Regions from separate parts of the Oryctolagus cuniculus genome. Here region 1 is linked to region 2. Evidence: chromatin contacts called from public Micro-C data. All regions are on one chromosome and are shown on one strand. Each heading gives the region's core, a stretch centred on a gene start, on an enhancer-like site or on the middle of the called end of the contact. The rest is flanking DNA. Distances are from core to core; before and after follow the strand shown. Region 1 holds the start of CDON (cell adhesion associated, oncogene regulated). Region 2 overlaps DDX25 (DEAD-box helicase 25).

Evidence for each region. A called contact is a pair of places that touch in the nucleus more often than the background predicts.
Region 1: a contact with region 2 is called in a Micro-C map of ear pinna, with 3 times the contacts expected there. The contact joins the promoter of CDON here to the enhancer-like site in region 2. A contact is called at or near these places in 2 of 6 Hi-C or Micro-C datasets (ear pinna and an unstated tissue).

Annotation. Positions count from the first base shown.
Region 1 is chr1:119,452,529-119,455,715 of mOryCun1.1, forward strand. CDON (cell adhesion associated, oncogene regulated) reads right to left here and starts at 1,390. Exons shown (of 22, transcript XR_011378521.1): 1 at 1,151-1,390.
Region 2 is chr1:119,316,050-119,319,094 of mOryCun1.1, forward strand. DDX25 (DEAD-box helicase 25) reads left to right here. Exons shown (of 12, transcript XM_002708616.5): 12 at 1-3,045. Among named protein-coding and RNA genes, the nearest start is that of VSIG10L2, 14 kb to the right of the region's middle. Within about 2 kb of position 1,657, at least 1 of the 8 cell types and tissues checked has an H3K27ac peak or open chromatin away from gene starts, as enhancers often do. A contact at or near this core is called in ear pinna, where this site is marked.

The sequences.
Region 1 (3,187 bases), core at 140-2,639, 140 kb after region 2:
TCAACATGTGCATAACAGAAACTACAGCATTTGGTGCCTCTCCGGGTGCCTATGAATGCTTTTTTTAGTTAAGCGCCAATTTTAAATTTCCAGAAATTTTTGGAAGGTTTTCCTTTCATCTTATCCTAATAGTTGAACGACCCTCACTTTCAGCTAAAACTGAGACTCCCAAGAAAAAGGCTATAAAATGTAATCAGATGTCTAGAATGATTACTAAGAACAAACGCGCCTCCCTCTCCAGCCGGGTCCCACCTGCTCGCGGACACTGGTCATCAGCTACGCCAAATGTCAGATGGGATCAGGGAAGCCAGGAACCAGAATTCTCTGCCTTTTCATCCTGACTGGCACTGGCCTGAGAACAAAGTCTCATTTTACCTCTTAGTCCGACCCCCTGTTTGCCAAGGTGTCTGATTTGAGACACAAAGGCTGGCTTTCTGGTCCCGAGGTTCCCTAAACTCCAGATCCCAACGGGAAAGCAGCCTGCCCTCAAAGCACCTGCCACCCTCTGCGGTGGCCAGCAGGAAAGGCAAGCATTCCACCTGATGTGGTGGTGAGCCGGGGAACAATGAAGGGAAGGGCACGGGAGTCTACCCTCCTCGGTGATTTATTACTGAAATTCTTAGATGCACAGAGAATGCAACAAAGGTCTGCAGCTTGCAGACTGCAATAAATAGCGCGCCGTAATGTATTTAGCAAATGATAAAGCCATCCACAGAAAGCTTTACAGAGGAGAAGGAAAAATACACTCCCTGGGGCTGGGAAGTCTCAGAGTCTGTGAGGGCAGAGAAAGATACATTGTGCAGGAAATTTCCCTTGCTTCTCCCCACACATAAATCACTGTCTCCCGCGGGCGCTCTGCGGGATGGAGGTTGGGAGCGCCGAGGAGCCCCGCTCCCTTGGGAAAACGCGCCGGCGCCCCGCGCCACGCCGCGGCTCACCTGCCCCAGCGGATCCCTCTCTGAGGCTGCACCGCGCCCCTGACACCTCACCCCGCCGCCTCCCGCGAGGTGGCTCCCAGTCTCCAGCACGCAGCCAGGGACCCCCACGCGCGGCGGGGCTCGCCGGCCTGCCCGCGCCGCGGAGCCCCCAAGCCCCATCTCCCCCGACCACCCCTCCCTCCGACCCTGCTGCGGGACCCACTCCCCCGCACCTCTCCGCGGGGCAGACTAAGCCCCCAGACCTCCTGCGCGGCAGCCGGCTCCGAAAGCCACCCCCAGGTCATCCCCCAGCGCGCTGGCGGCGGCTACGATCCGACCGGGCCCCTCCATGCACCGGGCAGGGCAGCAGGAGGGCGCGGCGCCTCACACGCCGGGGCGGGGGCGCTGGGGCGGGCGCCGGGTCCCCAATCTCCACACGCCGAGCCGCGCGAGCCGGGCGCCCGGGCTCAGGGGAGGGGAGCTAGGGGCGGAGTCGCCGGGGCGCGCCCCCGAGCCGCGCTCCTCCCCGCCAAGGCGCGCGGGCGCGGGGCCGGCGAGGAGCACGCGAGCAGCGGGAGGAGGGAACCGGGCAGAGGTAGGGGCAGAGGCGGAGGCGGGCCGTGGAGGCCGCCGCTCCCCGCCGGCCCGCGCCCCGCCGGAGGGTGCGCGCGCAGCCTGCCAGATCAGCGGCGGGGGATGGGCCGTACCAATCAGTCTGGTGGGGGTGGGCGTGCCGCGCAGCACCAGTTCCCCTCTACCCACCCGCCTACTCCACCAGCAGTCCGCCCAGGGGAGCAAAGAAGGGGCTGGCCTTTGGTGCCGGTCAGTTGAAGACGAGTTGCTTGAGCAGGGTACGGGGATTCACATAACGCGTGCACTCGCTAATCCCCCCCCTCACCTTTGCTTCCCCGCGACAGGCGGCATTTCTGGCTGGTACACAAATGGTCCGCAGGTTGCCCCGAGGCCCCGCCCAGGCCCCGCCCTATCGCCCTCTGCCCCGCCCCCGGATCCTTGGCGCAGCTAACTTGTGCGTCCCTGCTCTGCGCTCTTACCTGGTGTCTGTCAGACCTGTGGCTCAGGCTCGTCGTTCCTAAACCTTTTCACCCATTCCACGTTTGCTTTCTTAAACGGATTCGTCTAAGTCCTGAACCCACATGCAAGGGAGCAGGCAGCAAACTCTCAGAGACCGGGAGAGGGTCAGTGTGCCCTGATGAAATCAGCGTGGCCTTTGGCCCACAATCTTCCCAAGGAGTCTGTTGGACCTGCCCCGAGGTCACTGGATTTCTCTGAACTTCAGTTGTCCAAGTAGAAAAAGGAAAAAATAATTTCTATTATACGGTTGCCGTGGAGAATGTATATGACGCTTGGTGAAAAACACCTGCCACTCAGAGGGGATTTGAGGATCGTAACTTCTGTATAATAATAATAATTATTATTATTATTACTAGTTCATTATTTTACCACTGTGATAATTACAATTTGTTTAACTGCAATAGAAACTCTAATAATACTTGAAGCTCAAAAACACAGTTCTGAACTTGAGAAATATCCCAGCTGCTCACTCCTGCCTTCTTGCTTCGATTTTAAAGAGCAATGCTTTGGAAGTGTGATATTGTTCCTACAGTTTAACTTTCTCCTTTAGATAGGTCAGGGTCTTTGTGAAAGCCCCTAGAAAGTAAATCGGTGTTTTGTTTTGTTTTGTACTTATTTGGACCATGAACCTATGTGTTATTAAGGTATAATAAATAATTTTTCTTTCAGCAAATAAGACCTCTTAAAAATACAGGAGTTTTAACTGAAATGGGAATTTTGTATGAATGGAATGAAAATGTGGATTTCAGGGCTGGCAATGTGGCGCAGGGGGATAAAGCCTGATCCTGCAGCGCACTGACTTCCCATATAGGTGCTGGTCTGAGTCCTGGCTGCTCCTCTTCCAATCCAGCTCTCTGCTATGGCCTGGGAAAGCAGTAGAAGATGGCCCAAGTGCTTGGGCCCCTTCACCCACATGGGAGACCTGGAAGAAGCTCCTGGCTCCTGGCTTTGGATCAGCTCAGCTCCAGCTGTTGCAGTCATTTGGGGAGTGAACCAGTAGAATGAAAGACCTCTGTCTCTCTCTCTCTCTCTCTCTCTCATTCTTCATTTTGTCAACATTTACTCTAGTAAATATTTCTTGAGCACCTAGTCCATTCCACTGCTAGGCATAGAACTATATAGAGGAGTAATGCACAGTCCTAGGCCTCAAAGAGTTCATAATCTATTGCAGCACAAAC
Region 2 (3,045 bases), core at 407-2,906:
TAGAACTGGTGCCTATATGGGATGCCAGCGCCGCAGGTGGAGGATTAACCTACTGTGTCACAGAGCCAGCCCCCAACAGTGTGTTTTAATTTAAGGACTTGTTTCCTTTTGCAGCTGTTTTTTTTTTTTTTTTAAGAATAGATTTTTTAATTTTATTTTATTATTATTTATTTGAAAGAGTTACACAGAGAAAGAAGAGGTAGAGGGGGTGGGAGGTCTTCCATCCGCTGGTTCACTCCCCAATTGGCCACAACGGCCTGAGCTGCCTGATCCGAGGCCAGGAGCTGGGTCTCCCACACAGGTGCAGGGGCCCAAGGACTTGGGCCATCTTCTACTGCCTTCCCAGGCCATAGCAGAGAGCTGGATTGGAAGTAGAGCAGCTGGGTCTTGAACCGCCGTCCATATGGGATGCCGGCACTTCAGGCCAGGGCGTTAACCCACTGCATCACAGCGCCAGCCCCTGTGGCTGTTTTAATTCTATCTTATTTTCGTTATAAAATATAATCGCGAGTTTATTCTTCAAGACTAATTTTAGATCCACTTTATCAATTTCCAAAACAAAATGTTCTTGAGTTTTATTTGACTGCATCCACTTGACAATAACTTGTTCATTCCATACACTACTTTGTGGAGAATTGATTTCTTTATAGCATTTAATACCATGCTAGGTCTTTCCTAATCTCTAAAAGGTCATGGTAAAGAGGACTGGGCCAAGAAGCTAAGGTCGCCAGGGGGATTGGCAGGAAGGGTTGAAGATGAAGAGTTCCAGTGGGGTGCCTGGGTGGAGGGAACCTCAACAGTAGGCTGAGGAATCCCCACGAACCAGAGACACAAATGCAGCCTGCAGAGTGAACGCAGGGGAGAGGCAGAGCAGTGTGTATGGCAAGGAGCAGGAGGCCTGGGTTCTAGCACCCACTCTGTGGCCATGGGCAAAGCCATTTCACCTGCCATGACTTCACCCCGCTGGGTGCCTTCCAGCTCTAAAATCCCTTTCATCTCTGACCCTGTGGCACTGTCACTGTGAGCTTCAGCCACTGAGAGGCCGAGGTGGATTGAAGCCAAGAGGACCATTTCTAGTGGATTTCGCTCCATGTTGGGCCCAGTACCCAGTTTGGTGCCTGACACCCCACAGATGTCCTGCAACTGAAGGCAAGTTCTCTCAAGGCCCATGCATTTGAGAGCGTTTTAATGGAAATACCGATCTCCTGGGAATCCTGATCACCGCCAGATTTCTGGTTCCCTGGGTCTGGGGTGGGTCTGCTGCCAGTGTCCACACCACACTGGGAGGAGCAAAGTTTCAGAACACAGGGCTAGGGGAGAATTCTTAGCTGAGAAAAAAAAGAGGGGGAGGTGAGGGGTGACGTAAGCTTGGTCACACTTATGCATTAAAGGTATGCACAGAGACAAACCTGGACACAGAACACCATTTAACGCGTTAGAGAGGCAGTACGATTGTGAGCAGCCCTCTTGCACGTGTTTTTTGCTATAATGTGCTTGCAAAGAAATTTCCTAGTGGAGGAAGGGAGAAGCAGTTCCTCCTCCAGCCTCATTGCCTCTTCCCTTACTCCTGGGTAAGGTTTCTCTGCCTGGAGAGGTTCAGAGTGTTTTCAGACAGCTTGCCGCAGGCACTCCAGCTTCGAAGCCTTTGAGGCCGTGACTGTGGCCCCCAGAAGGTGACATGTGACAAGCTGTCCCACCCCTGGTACAAATGCAGCCTTCAGATCTAGAAGAAAATCCCTAATTCCCCAGCCAGGGTTAACCCGCAGCCAGACCCAGTGATCAGCGACGCCTGCTGCGCCCACTGAGCACAGGAAGAAAAACCTCTGATGTAAAACTTTGCCTTTCTTACTGGAAGAATTTTTATGAGGCCAAAGCGCTGACAAGTTTGTCATTCCCAGAATCAGCTAACACCCCACCCCCCTCTCTCCTAGAATTTTAGTACTTTTCCCCTCCTCATTGGTAGAGAGGGAGGAAAACCCGTCTTGAAGAGGCAGGGGAAAAGTTGGATCCAAGGTGTTTGGCAGTGACTCAGAGTTCCAGGGAAGATTGATGTCTTGGCGTTCTGGCACTGCCCAGTGTTAGCTCACTTAAAACAACTGAATACATGAGTTCACTTTATCCTGTCCAAGTGGACCAGTGCGGCACCGTACCCAGCTGCAGCCCCTGGCGGCCCTGAGGCCATGCTCATGTCTCAGTCACTCATGCTGAGCTCAGCCATTTTTATGTGTGTCTGAGGTCATTGGAACCGCAGGGCAGGGGGCTCTCTTTGGCCTGTAGAATGAGTGGTGTGAGGGCAATGCCCCGTGGGTCTGGAGGGCTCAGCCGGAGCGTGGATTCAGAGGTTCCCTTAAAAGGCTGCTCTCTTTCCACTTTGTCCTAGTTGCCGGCCTTTGCACAGAAGTGAGACCAGAGCGGGGGGCTCTTCAGGGGAGCTCCCCACGCTGACCAACCCGAGAATATCTTTCTTGTCCGGTCCCTTTTGTCTTTTGCTGCTGCTCCATTACCATTCTGAGTGTAGGACCTATGACATGGCCTATTGTTCCCCAAAAAAGGAACATGAAACCTGTATGGGTTTTCTGGGCCAGGCCCTGGTCCACGCCTCCCACAAGGTACAGCAGTTTGATTACTAATCTAAGGCAGCGTGATTAGAAAAACAGCAGCTAACACAGAGGACAGCCAGGCAGCAGGAGGTACAAGAAATGGGGCCCAGAATCTGCACCTGCTCATCCAATAAATCAATGAGTGACCCTCCACTCACCCTGCACGAGGCCTGGTTACCTCTCCCAGAGTCCCCAGGCCTCAGCCAAAGGGTGATGTTTTCTGTCTTAAGGGGGAGTACTTGGGACTGTAAACCCCTCACCGTTTTGTAGTGTTTAAGGTGACAGAACACATCCCCTGGACAGTGAAGAGGCACTTCCTGCAGGAGCAAGAGGAGCTGATCCTCACAGGTGCTGGGAAAACGCAATGGAAACCTGATAGCATTCTATACGTGAGGAAGCCCAGAGGTGGCGGTGTGTGATAGCATTTTTTTTTTTTTTTTTTTTT